2 separate regions of the Bos taurus genome follow, and region 2 is linked to region 1. The links are chromatin contacts, called in public Hi-C maps. All regions are on one chromosome and are shown on one strand. The core of a region is the stretch at or near the end of the contact, and the rest is flanking DNA. Distances in the headings are between cores, read along the strand shown. Region 1 holds the start of RBM17 (RNA binding motif protein 17). Region 2 overlaps IL2RA (interleukin 2 receptor subunit alpha).

Region 1 (6,156 bases), core at 504-3,003:
CTCAGATGGTAAAGCATCTGCCTACAATGCGGGAGACCCAGGTTCAATCCCTGGGTCAGGAAGATCTCCTGGAGAAGGAAATGGCAACCCACGCCAGTATTCTTGCCTGGAAAATCCCATGGACGGAGGAACCTGGTAGGCTACAGTCCATGGGGAAGCAAAGAGTCGGACACAACTGAGCGACTTCTTTTCATTTTCATTTCATGTTATTGAACCAAAGCTGAGTCCACTTGCCCACAAGCAGTAAAACCAGTCGTGACGAAGAGAAGCCTAGCACTTATTGCAGGCATCTAGCAAGGAGAAGCGGCAGCTCACACTCAGAGGACCTGAATCTGATAGCTTTGAGGGAAGAGGTTTTAAAGGCAGGGTGAGGGAAGGGGCTGCAGGGGCCTGATCAGCTCCTGCACAGTTCTCAGACTGGTTGGCATCAAGGTGAAGTTTCAAGCATCTTCAACCTTCTGGTTCAGCCAGTTTAGTCTACATGCTTGCAGTCAGCAGTTCTCATCTGGCAGAGGCTGCTTCCTGTAAAAAAAACCTAGGAATGTGTGTCAGACCTTTATCGTTCAGGGCCCTGGGAAGTGGGTGATTCTGCTCTGGCGGGTTTATAGTGTAAATTGTTACCAGTTTCCTGGCTCAATAGCTTCTTTACATCTTCACATTTCCCAATCATTAACTCTTGAGTCAGCCTTTTGAGACTCGGGGAGGCCTGGGAGACTAAGCAAAAGTCTTTTACTTCAAAGGACAGGGATCTATACAGGTTGTATACGATTTCAAATATAGATGAGAAAATCGCATTGACACAGAATCCTATTTTCTCTTTCTTCCCAAATTTTGTCCTATCGTTTTGAAATCGTGAGGCTTTATAACATGTACCTTGTATGTATACATGTATGTATATGTATATAACATGTATTCTGTAACCCTAACTTCACATCCATGATTTCCTCAGCCCTTCCCTTGTGACTCAGCTGGGAAAGAATCTGCCTGCAATGTGGGAGACCTGGGTTCGATCCCTGGGTTGGAAAGATCTCCTGGAGAAGGGAAAGGCTACCCACTCCAGAATTCTTGGGCTTGCCTTGTGGCTCAGCTGGTAAAGAATCTGCCTACAATGCAGGAGATGCAGGTTTGATCCCTGGGTTGGGAGGATCCCCTGGAGAAGGGAAAGGCTACCCACTCCAGTATTCTGGCCTGGAGAATTCCATGGACTGTATAGTCCATGGGGTCTCAAAGGGTCAGACATGACTGAGCGACTTTCACTTCACACAGTTAATTCAGCACTCCTGGTCTTGTCTTTTACAGCCTTTTGCCCATTCATCTCTCCTACTATGATTTATCTTTAGCTTTGTGCACACTGATGATGAACAGTTTTTTTTTAATATAAATTTATTTATTTTAATTGGAGGCTAATTACTTTACAATATTGTATTGGTTTTGCCATACATTGACATGAACCCGCCACGGGTGTACATGTGTTCCCCATGAAGCCAACCTTTGCAGCCCTGGACCAGTTGTCCTCTCCGCCCGAGGTCAATGCCAGGCTCCCGGGGTGTGTAGCGTCACAACCTTGTGCCATCGCGACCCCTCTTGGCGGCAGAGGAAGTTTCTGGGCTCTGCGGGCTCGGTCCTCCGGCCGGCAGGGGGCGCGCGGCAGCAGGGGCGCCCTCAACGCAGGCGCCGGGCGCCTCTCTTCCGGCCGTACGCGCCGTGACCCCGCGCCGCCGCGCGTCCCGCGGAGTCTGCGTAGGGGTTGGCGCCGGAGCGGTGCTGCCGTCGGGGGCTGACGCCGAGCGCCCAGCCCGCGGTGTCGGCGGCGCGTCGGCCTCGGTGCGCCGCCGCGGCCCGGGAGCGTCGGCCGGGGGGGCCGGGTAAGTGGTCTCTGGGGCCGGTGGGCGGGCGGGGGCCGGGGCCGGCGCGCCTCCTCGGCCGGGCGTCGCGGCAGGTGAGGCCGCGGCTTTAGGCCGCACCGCGAGGGGCGGAGGTCCCTGACCTGCCCCGCGCCGCTGGCTGCCCCGCGCCTGGCGGCCTGGCCGCTGGTAAGCCTCCCCATCTTCTCTCGCTCCCTGCTGCCTCCTTCCTTTATGTGCCTCGGTTTGTCGGGCCCTCGCACCCCTTCTCTACTCTTTTTCTTCCTCGTCTGTTTGCTCTGTCCTTGTGTCTCCTGGACCCGAGGGCGCCTTTCCCTCCCTCTCGCTGTCCGTCTGTCCGGGAACAGCTCTTGGTCCCTTGAACCCGGTAGGAAGGTCTGAACAGTCTGTGGCCGGGGCCAGGGACGCCGAGGAAGGAATCCGTTTCCTCCCTCTGGCCATTCCTCAGAGACAGGGGTTGTACCTGGACGAGGCTCCGGCACTGCCTCGGAAGCGATATTTTAGCTTCGATATCCAGTCACCAAGCGTTTTTTTTTTTTTTTTTTTGCTTGAGCGTTTCCTTTTGCCCCGGTCATGTTTAGGAACAGCAGATAAGTTAGATCAGTAAGATTTTGTGTGTATGCTCCCGTGAGTTTAGTTTCCAGAGAAACAAGTGTAAAAAGCCACGCCTCGGTCGGTCTGGAAAGGCTTGCAAAGGAGTGAGGCGTGTAACTGAGTCTTGGGGGTGTTTTGTTAGATGTGCAGGATGGGGGAAAGCTTCCCTGCAGAGGAAATAAGTGTAAAGGTAGCAAAGGTGAAGCACCTTAGTGTATTCTGGAAACTGCAGGAAAGGCAGATAGAAGTGTGAACATGGGTAGTCAGGTCGGATCAAGACGGTTCTCTGAGAAATCAATGAAGGAGGGCCCTGGGAGGTGCTTATTCCTAGAGGCAGGCAGTAGAGTGTACAGTGAAGTCGCTCAGTCGTGTCCGACTCTGCGACCCCGTGGACTATAGCCCACCAGGCTTCTCCGTCCATGGGATTCTCCAGGCAAGAACACTGGAGTGGGTTACCATTTCCTTCTGCAGGGGATCTTCCCGACCCAGGGATCGAACCGGGGTCTCCAGCATTGGAGGCAGACGCTTTAACGTCTGAGCCACCAGGGAAGCAGGCAAGTGGGTGGGAAATAGGATATTCTGGGGGAGGGCAAAATTCTGCACATTCTCAGGTAGGTGCGGACTGCGTCTCTCTTCACCAGGTGGAGTTTTTAAAGGATGCAATTCAGTTTCCACAGTTCTGTGAGTTAAGGGCCACAGGCATTTTTTATAGTGAGGATATTTAGGCGATATGGGATATTACATTAGTAACTTAAACTGTGGGTGTTTTATTTTTAGAAGAAATAAAGCAAATGGTATATACTAAAAAATGTGTTGTGTGCTGACTGACAACTCACTGATGTATTTAGAAAATATTTTAAAAGTGCTTAACAATGTCCCAAGCAAGGTGCTCAGTTGGAGATATAAAGATGAAGACAGAAACAGCCCTTGTTGCCTCTGAGGGCTTTATGATATAGTAAGAGACAGACATGTCACCCAGTGGAGCCTAACATGATGTGAGTGTGTTCAGGGGGTAGCTGGTTTTATGTGAGGGTTGTTGTTAGCAAAGGCTTCAGAGATGTACTTAAAAGATGAGCACGTGGGGTGCTCCTGAGAAGATGTCTTCCACGTTCTTTTTTGCCAGTTGCACGTGTTTTAAAAAAATACTTCTTTAGCTTGGGTAGAATCTTGAAAAGTCATCATTCTTCCAGAAGAGCTGTGTTTACCGTGTTTCTTTTTAAGTGAAAGAAAAAGGAGCATACCTGGAAGATGTGTTGATCAAAGGCTGATGTTATTATGAAAACGAAGTCAATAGTGAGGTGGTATTTTAAAGAGGTTATGAAAATCAACTGTTTGTATTTCCATTTGGTCCTGGCTTCCTAAGATATATCCAAATGTTAGAAAGTGCTCCGTTTCTATTACCTGTCACCAGACTTCATGAAGTAAATGTGTTGTATCATCTGAAAGACATCTGAGCGTTAATGAGGTGCAGTTCAGGTCATAACAGAGTCTTGTTAGTGCACTTGTTGTTTTCAGTGTTTGCCGCAGAGAGGATGCACGAATCAACTGTGACATATTTACAAGTACTCGAGGCAGCTAAAGTGAAGATACATATACTTTTTAAGGAATGGATGCAACAAGCTGTGTTGGTAAGGTTATATAAAAGGAGGAAAGGAGGGAATTAGAATGGAGTTCAGGCTGCTGCTGGGCCAGGGAGATCACTTGGGTGGATGGGATGGGATGGGGACCATACGGGTGGAGGGTGGTCTCTTGTCTCACTGGTGCTTGTTGCATTATAGTAGTTCATTAAAGCAAGTCTTACAAGTGCAGGTGGGTAGAGCGTGTCGTTGCTGTGGTCCGTCCAGTTCTATGAATTTGAAGATCTCTGAAGAGAGCTCTTCTGCCTTTACTGTGATGAGGAGATCTGATGTGTAAGCTCCGAGGTACAGAAAGCTAGCAGATGCTAGTAAGGGGGCATCAGTTTCTGATATTTAAGCTATGTTTTTGAAGGTTTTGAGAACAGAAACGGGGAACTTTAAATGAACATAAGATTTTGCTGTACAATGACTTTGGAAGCAGACGGAGGCGAATCAGGTGCCATTGTCAACAACTAGCTTCAGGTAGACTGGGGTTGGAGGAAGTGTGATGGCATGGAGCCTCGCCAGTTGGGTGACGAAGTCTTAGGAGTTGGGCTCTTGGCTGAAAGCACTCTGTTGGAGGTAGAGCGCCTCTGCATTGCTTGAGCGTGTAGCCCTGAAATAGGGAAAATGTTTGCATCATGTTCACTCCGTCCCTAGGGGGACATCCAGCATCCTGTTAGCTCACACTGCCTTGCCTAGTGCTGCTGCTCCTCTCCCTTTTACCTAGTTTTTTTAAAAATTTTGATTGTGGTAAAATATACATAACATAAAATTTGTTATTTGAACTATTTTTAAATGTGTTGTGTGCCCATTACTACCATCCACCTCAGAAGCTTTTGTTTCCTCTTTACTTCCTAGTGGAGCCTGTGGGCGTTGTGTAGTTTCACTGCTGATTCATGTGGCTAAAAAAGAATTTATTTAATTGTTGATATTTAAAAATGTTTATTGAATGCCTCCTCTTTGCCAGAAATTGGAAATGCAAAAATAAATAAGTTGGTCTTTTCCCTTCAGTTTAGTGGGCATTTGGTTACTTGATTTCCATTGAGACCATTATTTGTGTCCCGCATGGGACTCTGTGCTTCCTAGACTTGGTTGATTATTTCCCTTCCCATGTTAGGGAAGTTTTCAGCTATTATCTCTTCAGATATTTTCTCAGGTGGTTTCTCTCTTCTCCTTCTGGGACCCCCTAGAAGGCAAATATTGCTCTGTTTAATGTTTTCTCAGAGGTCTCTTAGGCTGCCTTCGTTTCTTTTCCTTCTTTTTTCTATATTCTGTTCTGCAGCAGTGATTTCCACCATTCTGTCTTCCAGGTCATTTATCCATTCTTCTGCCTCAGTTATTCTCCTATGGATTCCTTCTAGTGTGTTAATTCAGCTCTATTTATTTGTTCTTAAATTCTTCTCGGTCTTTGGTAAACATTTCTTGTGTCCCCTCCATTCTTTTTCTGAGATCCTGGGTCATCTTCAGTATCATTATTCTGAATTCTTTTTCTGGGAGGTTACCTATCTCCACTTGCTCTAGTTTTTCTGGGGATTTATCTTGATCCTTCATCTGGGACAGAATCCTATTTCTTTTCCTCTTGGTTAGCTTTCTGTGATTGTAGTATTAGTTTTGGAGGCTTCTGGGATTGTAGTTCTTATTTCTTCTATCTGCTCTCTGGTGGATGAGGATAAGAGGCTGTGCAAGCTTCCTGATGGGAGGGACTGGCTGTGGGAATGCTGGGTCTTGCTCAAGTGGATGGGGTCATGCTCAGTAAAACTTGACTCCAGTTGTCTGTCTATGGATGGGGCTGTGCTCCCTTCCTGTTAGTTGTTTGGCCTGAGGTGACCCAGTCCTGGAGTCTACAGGCTCTATGAGTGAGCGAGTGAAGTCACTCAGTCATGGCCGACTCTTTTGCAGCTCCATGGACTGTAGCCCTCCAGGCTCCTCTGTCCATGGAATTTTCCAGGCAAGCGTACTGGAGTGGGTTGGCATTTCCTTCTCCAGGGGAATCTTCCCAACCCAGGGGTCGAACCCCGGTCTCCCACATTGCAGACAGACGCTTTACCCTCTGAGCCACCAGGGAAGCCCACAGGCTC
Region 2 (6,339 bases), core at 1,467-3,966, 81 kb before region 1:
CAAAAGCCCTTTTAACCCTTACTCTGCCCCTCCCTGCCCATCTTCCATGTCTCCACTTAACATATATAATCTTTCCTCTAGCTTTTAAAAAAATCTTTTAAAATTAGTTAATTAATTTTGACTGTGCTGGGTGTTTGCTGCTGTGGTTGGGCTTTTCTCTAGTTGCGTGCAGCGAGAGGGAGCTACTCTAGTTGGGTGCGCGGGCTTCTCATTGCAGCGGCTTCTCCTGTTGCCAAGTGCAGGCTCCAGGCACACAGGCTTTATTTGCTCCACGCCATGTGGAATCTTCCCGGATCAGGGATCGAACCCGTGTCCCCTGCATTGGCAGGCAGATTCCTAGCCAGTGGACCACCAGGGAAGTCCTCCTTTTTCTTTTTTAAACAGATGGAATGCAGTTACTGTTAACGTTCTAATGGGTCACCGGCTTTGGTTTTGATCGATTGACCTTTACTCATTGTGAGTCATGTACTCCTGCTTGCTTGCATGGCCCGTACATCCTGACTGGTTTGTGGATTTTATCTAGTTGGCTGCTGGATGTTTTTCTGCATTCCTGTAAACAATCTCGAGCTTAGTTCCAGAGTGCAGTGAAATGCATGGATACGCTTTGATCCTTTTGGATCTCGCTTTTAAGGTGTGTCAGGAAGGATTTACACAGCTTGTAGCCTGGAGGTTGTTATTCCCCAATGCTGAGGTGTGGCCCCTCTGAGCACTCTACCCAGTGCCTCATGAGTTACGGAATCCAGAGAGCTTTAGGCTGGCTAGTGGGAGCGGGCATTGTCCATGACCTCCCAGGTCTCCAGGCTGGTGGGACCGGGCATTGTCCACGACCTCCCAGGTCTCCAACTGGTGGGACCGGGCACTGTCCACGACCTCCCAGGTCTCCAACTGGTGGGACCGGGCACTGTCCACGACCTCCCGGGTCTCAGGCTGGTGGGAGCGGGCACTGTCCGTGACCTCTCGTGTGCTGAGTGTTGCCGCCCCACTTCCTCAGGGGGCCCTTTTCCTGGCCTGAGCAGTCCCTCACACACAGCCGATGGCTGGCACTCCCGTGAGAGGAAGGGCCGTGGCGCAGTCTCTCCAGAACCTGCTGGTCTCCGAGTCCTCTCAGTGCTGCTCTCTCCTGGGTCCTCTTCCCTGTGAACCATGAGGCCTGGGCTCTCTCTGGACACTCAGCTGCATCTCCTCCCCATGCCTGGCCTGAAATGTAACTCGTAAGCTGGGCCAGCGTAGGCTCTCCTGTCTGTTTCTCACCCCTCAGGGATCGGTATCCTTCACTGCAGCACATCCGACGTCTTGAAAACCATTGTTGGGCTTCCCTGGTGGTCCAGTGGTTAAGACTTTGCCTTCCAGAGAAGTGGGTGTAGGTTCGGTCCCTGGTTGGGAAGCTAAGATCCCACATGCCTCAGGGACAAAAAAGATAAACAAGAGATGCGGTATCATAACAAATTCAATAAACACTTTTAAATGGTCCACATTTTTTTTAAAAAGTCTTTAAAAAATCTTGTTATCTCATTTTGTTGTCTCCCATTTTTGGTTGTTTCAGGCATGAGGGTAAATTCAGTTCCTATTTCCCCATCTTAGCCTGAAATGGAAACCTAAGCAGAGCTTATTTAATACAAGGATCTGGTTGCATTAAATAAACTAAAGGAGCAAAGTAGGAGAGGTTTTTATTTCAGGAAGCAAAATGTTAGTCACTTAGTCCGTCATGTCTGACTCTTTGCGACCCCGTGGACTGTAGCCCACCAGGTTCCTCTTTCATGGAATTCTCCAGGCAAGAATACTGGGGTGGGTTGCCATTCCCTTCTCCAGGGGATCTTCCTGACCCAGGTATTGAACCCAGGTCTCCCACATTGCAGGCAGATTCAAGGTCTGAGCCACTCCAGGGAAGCCATCAGGAACACAGGGAAGAGGTGGGATTACATAAGCAGACTTTCGGCTGATTCTGACGGAAACTGTTGCTGCGGTTGAAATAAGTGCTGCTGTAATTGCAGAACTGTTTTGGAGCCTGTAATGGCAGTCAACCACTGCTGACTGTACCGGGGCTGCCAAAGGCTGTTGGAGCCCACAGCCACCCCTCACTGACGGAGAGGCCACAAGAAGCTGAAAGGAAGGATTATGGCTTCTCTTTCTTCATCGGCCTTCCAAACTCTTCCTTGGACTTCCCGAAGGCCACCTAGCCCACAGCCAGGGCAGGAGCAAGTGGGAAGCTGCAAAGACACAGCCCCTCACAGCAGAGACCCGGGCGTGCAAGGACAGAAGTCATCACCTATCTGCGGCTGCATCTTCTACTCCCTTGCTGATGAGCGGTGTTTACTTTCTCAGTTAATCCCGTGGCTGTGAAGCACTCCACTGAAGATTTCAGATAGTTTATAACTTCTCATATTGGGGTCTGTTCTTTCAAGGTAATCTAAAGGACTTAAGCCAGCTTCTCTCTTCCGACTCTACTAATGGAAATTAGTAGCCATCCGTCTTGCCTGACTGCTTGAAGGTAGTTCTTAGCCTATTTTTTTTCCAGATGGTATACTCTGTTATCCTACCCTCGTAGCATTAGGATAACTTATGTAAGTAGGATAATTTACTACTGTAGAAAGAAAAAGACGTACATTTTGCACTGCACTCTTTCACAGGAGGAATGGAGTAACAAGGGGATTGGCTCTGCAAATCTCAGCCCTCCCTCTTTCTGATTCCTAGCTTAGCCAGAAAGGACTGTCTGCCTGGAACATCCCCATGTGAGCCCACATTTTTGGAAAGCCTTCAGGGACACTGCAGACTAACTGCAGTCATTCTCTGAAGATTAGTAAGGAAGTAGTCACATGAGCACGGAGTGTCAATGCTGTTTCCTTGGATGAACTTGTTTACCTCCTGGAGGGAGAAATTTTTTAGATAATATTTATGAACAGCAAACATGTACTTACTTGAAAGTCTGTTTAAATGTTGCACGATCATTCTTGTCTCATTTCCCACTGAAAATATTTGGATACTGATAAGACCATATCAGCCAAAGTTGGGGGCGAGGCATGTCTGTCTCTGATATTGGTAGGGGTGGATGTTGTGGGGCGTTGATATAGCTGTTCTAACAAGGGCAGACATCACAATGGCCTAAAAAGGAGAGTATTCCTTTCTTTCTTTTTGGCAGTTGTGACTGTTAAAAGGGCTTCCCAGGTGGCTCAGTGGTAAAGAATCTGCCTACCAATGCAGGAGATGCAAGAGAAACTGTTATAAATGTTACATCTGCATTTTATTTTTCAAAAATTTTATTTTATATTTGAGCATAATTGATTAACAGTGTTGCATACGTTTCAGATGTACAGAAAGTAATTCAGTTATACATATACATGTATCTATTCTTTTTCAAACTCTTTTCCCATTGAGGTTGTTACAGAGTATTGTGTAGAGTCCCCTATGCTATGTAGTAGGTCCTTGTTGATCGATCTTATATACAGTAGTGTGAACATGTCCATTCCAAACTCCCAATCTGCCCCCAGGGGAGGTTATTTCTGTCTCACATCCAGTACAAGTATAAGCAGTCCTGGCATGGCCCCGCCATGCCAGACATCCTGGCTCCTTTGGTGTTATTTCCGTTTTGATCCCACTCCTGGTCTGACTCCCACCACCAAGGCCATCTGCCGGCCAGCGGAGGAGGTGAAGGAGGGGCGGGACATACCAGTTCTCTTCAAGGGCGCATCCTAGAGACTGCTTGCTTTACCACACTCACGTCTCCTGGGGCAGAGCTTAGTCACAGGACGCACTGAAGCCCAAGGGAGGCTGGCAAATGTAATCCTCAGCTGGGAGAGGACTGTGTCCCCCTAAAACCTGGGGCTAAGGGAAAGATGGATTTAGGGAGTCACACAGCAATCTCTGTTAGAATGACTTATCTTCCACAGTTGTTTTAAATTCCCAACCTGGTAATCCCAGCATCTCTGCCATGTCTGTGTTTGGTTCTGACGCTGGCTCTGTCTGTTCAAACTGTACTTTCTGCCTTTTAGCTTGCCTTGTAATTTATTTTTTTTCTCCACTGCTTGTCTTGTGGGATCTTAGTTCTCTGACCAGGGATCGAACCAGGGCCCTTAGCAGGGAAAGCATTGAGTCTTCACTACTGAACCACCAGGGAATTCCCTAGCATGCTTGCACTTTTCTGTTGAGAGCTGGATATGATGTCCCAGGTAGCAGGAGCTGAGGTGAGTAGGCCTTTGGTGGGAGGCTTTGTATGTTGATGTAGGAATTAGGCTGTGTTTAATGCTTACAATGCCTGGGATGTCAGAGGGTGAAACTGCCTGTGGTGTAGTTGTTTTTTCCCCCTGATTTTCCCTGGGTTTTCTCTAGGTTTCCCTTCAGATTTTTTCTTAAATGGGGTCTGAGACATGCCCGTCTTTGGGCTGTTTTGTGGTTGTTTAGTCACTCAGTCATGTCCGTGTGCTCTATGTAGCCCACCAGGCTCCTCTGTCCATGGAGATTCTCCAGGCAAGAATGCTGGGGTGGGTAGCCATTCCCTTCTCCAGCAGATCTTCCCTACAGTCTCGTACAGTCCTGCATTGGCAGGCGGGGTCTTTAGCACTGCATCACCTGGGAAGATTTACTACCCTGTACCCGTTAAGCAACCACTCACGCCAGCCCTGGTGAGCAGTAGTTTGCTTCAGTCTCCTTGGAGCTGCCTCTTCTGGACATTTTGTACAAAGGGAATCACACAGCACGTGACATTTTATGTCTGGCCTCCTCCACTTAGCGTCATGTTCTTTAGGCTCATCTACATGGCAGCCTTTCTTGAAGGCCTCATTCCTTTCTGTGCCTGAGCCGTATTGCAGTGTGCAGAGATCACGGTTTGCTTACCCACTCATCCACTGGGGGGCGTTTGGGTTGTTTCCATCTCTTGAGTGTTTGGCTGAGATGCTGTTATAAATAGTCTTATACCAGTTTCTGTGTGCACATGGGTTTTCTTCACCCCTGGGTAATATACCCAGGAGTGAAACTGCTGAGCCATGTGGTCATTCCATGTTTAACTTTTTCAGAAACTACTACCACCATGGCGGCACCATTTGGCATTCCCACCAGCAATGTATGAGGGTTCCTATTTCTCCATATTCTTGTCAACATTTGTTATTTCTTTTCTTTTCTCCTTAAAGTCATCTTACTGGGTAGAACCATCTCACTGTGGTTTTGATTTGCATTTCTTTTTTAAAAAAATTTTATTGAAATATAGTTGATTTACAATGTTCTGTTAGTTTCAAGTATATATATATATAAATGTTCTTCTTTTACATTCTCTTCCATTATAGGTTATTATAAGATTTTTGAGTAGAGTCCTCTGTGCCATACAGTAGGTCCTTGTTAATTATTTTTCTATATAGTAGTATTTATATGTTAATCCCAAACTCCTAATTTATCCCTCCCCACTTCCCCTTTGGTAACCATAAGTTTGTTTTCTATGTCTGTCATATAAAACAGTATGTCAAAACATATTGTTTTATTAATAAGATCACTCGTATCTTTTTAGACTCCACGTATGAGTGATATCATACAATATTTGTCTCTCTCAGTCGGACTTACTTTGCTTAGTATGATCATCTCTAGATCTATCCATGTTGCTCAAAATGGCATCATTTCATTATTTTTACGGCTGAGTAATATTCCATTGCACACAGGTGTGTGCATGCCCATGTGTGTGTGTACACATACGTACCTGATTTGCCTTGCTGAAATGACCAGTGAGGGTGTGCTTGTTAACTGTCAGGACCTCTGTATGTTATTACAAGTATTGAGGGCTCCCAAAACTTTTTGTTTATATAGTTACATCTAGTGATACTTAGCATACTTAGATGCTAAAACACCAAGAAATTTTAAAAATATTATTCATTAATTCTTCCATCAACAATAGTGATAAACTTATTTTATGTTAACACCAGAGCGATGACATCATCATGTATCATGTAGTTTCTGGAAAACCCCACCACGCACTCGTAAGGGAGTAAGAACGAGAAGGCAAATCACATCTTACTCACAGTTGACCCTTGAACAGCCCGGGAGTTGGGAGCAATGACCCTCTCTGTGCAGTAAAAAAATCCACGTTATAGTTGGTTCCTCATACCCACGGTTTCTACATATCCCTGGTTCTGCATCTACAGATTCAACCAACCTCGGATTGAATAGCACGCAGGATTTACTGTTGACGAAAATCCACATGTAAGCGGACCCACGCGGTTCAAACCCATGCTCTTCAAGGGTCACCTGTATTATGAAAAAATTTTGATCTCACAGACTCCCCCCCACAAAATGAATAATGATAATCCAGTTTTACTCAAGTCAGATAAATAAGGTTAAAAACATTTTACTCACTTTCCCAGA

Evidence for each region. Hi-C and Micro-C count contacts between places; a contact is called where the count stands out from the background.
Region 2: a Hi-C map of skeletal muscle shows a contact between it and region 1, with 5 times the contacts expected there. The contact joins the enhancer-like site here to the promoter of RBM17 in region 1. A contact is called at or near these places in 2 of 11 Hi-C or Micro-C datasets (liver and skeletal muscle).

Annotation. Positions count from the first base shown.
Region 1 is chr13:17,419,045-17,425,200 of ARS-UCD2.0, reverse strand. RBM17 (RNA binding motif protein 17) reads left to right here and starts at 1,753. Exons shown (of 12, transcript NM_001101083.1): 1 at 1,753-1,865.
Region 2 is chr13:17,500,683-17,507,021 of ARS-UCD2.0, reverse strand. IL2RA (interleukin 2 receptor subunit alpha) reads right to left here. Exons shown (of 8, transcript NM_174358.3): 8 at 6,307-6,339. Among named protein-coding and RNA genes, the nearest start is that of IL15RA, 15 kb to the left of the region's middle. Within about 2 kb of position 2,716, at least 13 of the 102 cell types and tissues checked have an H3K27ac peak or open chromatin away from gene starts, as enhancers often do. A contact at or near this core is called in skeletal muscle, where this site is marked.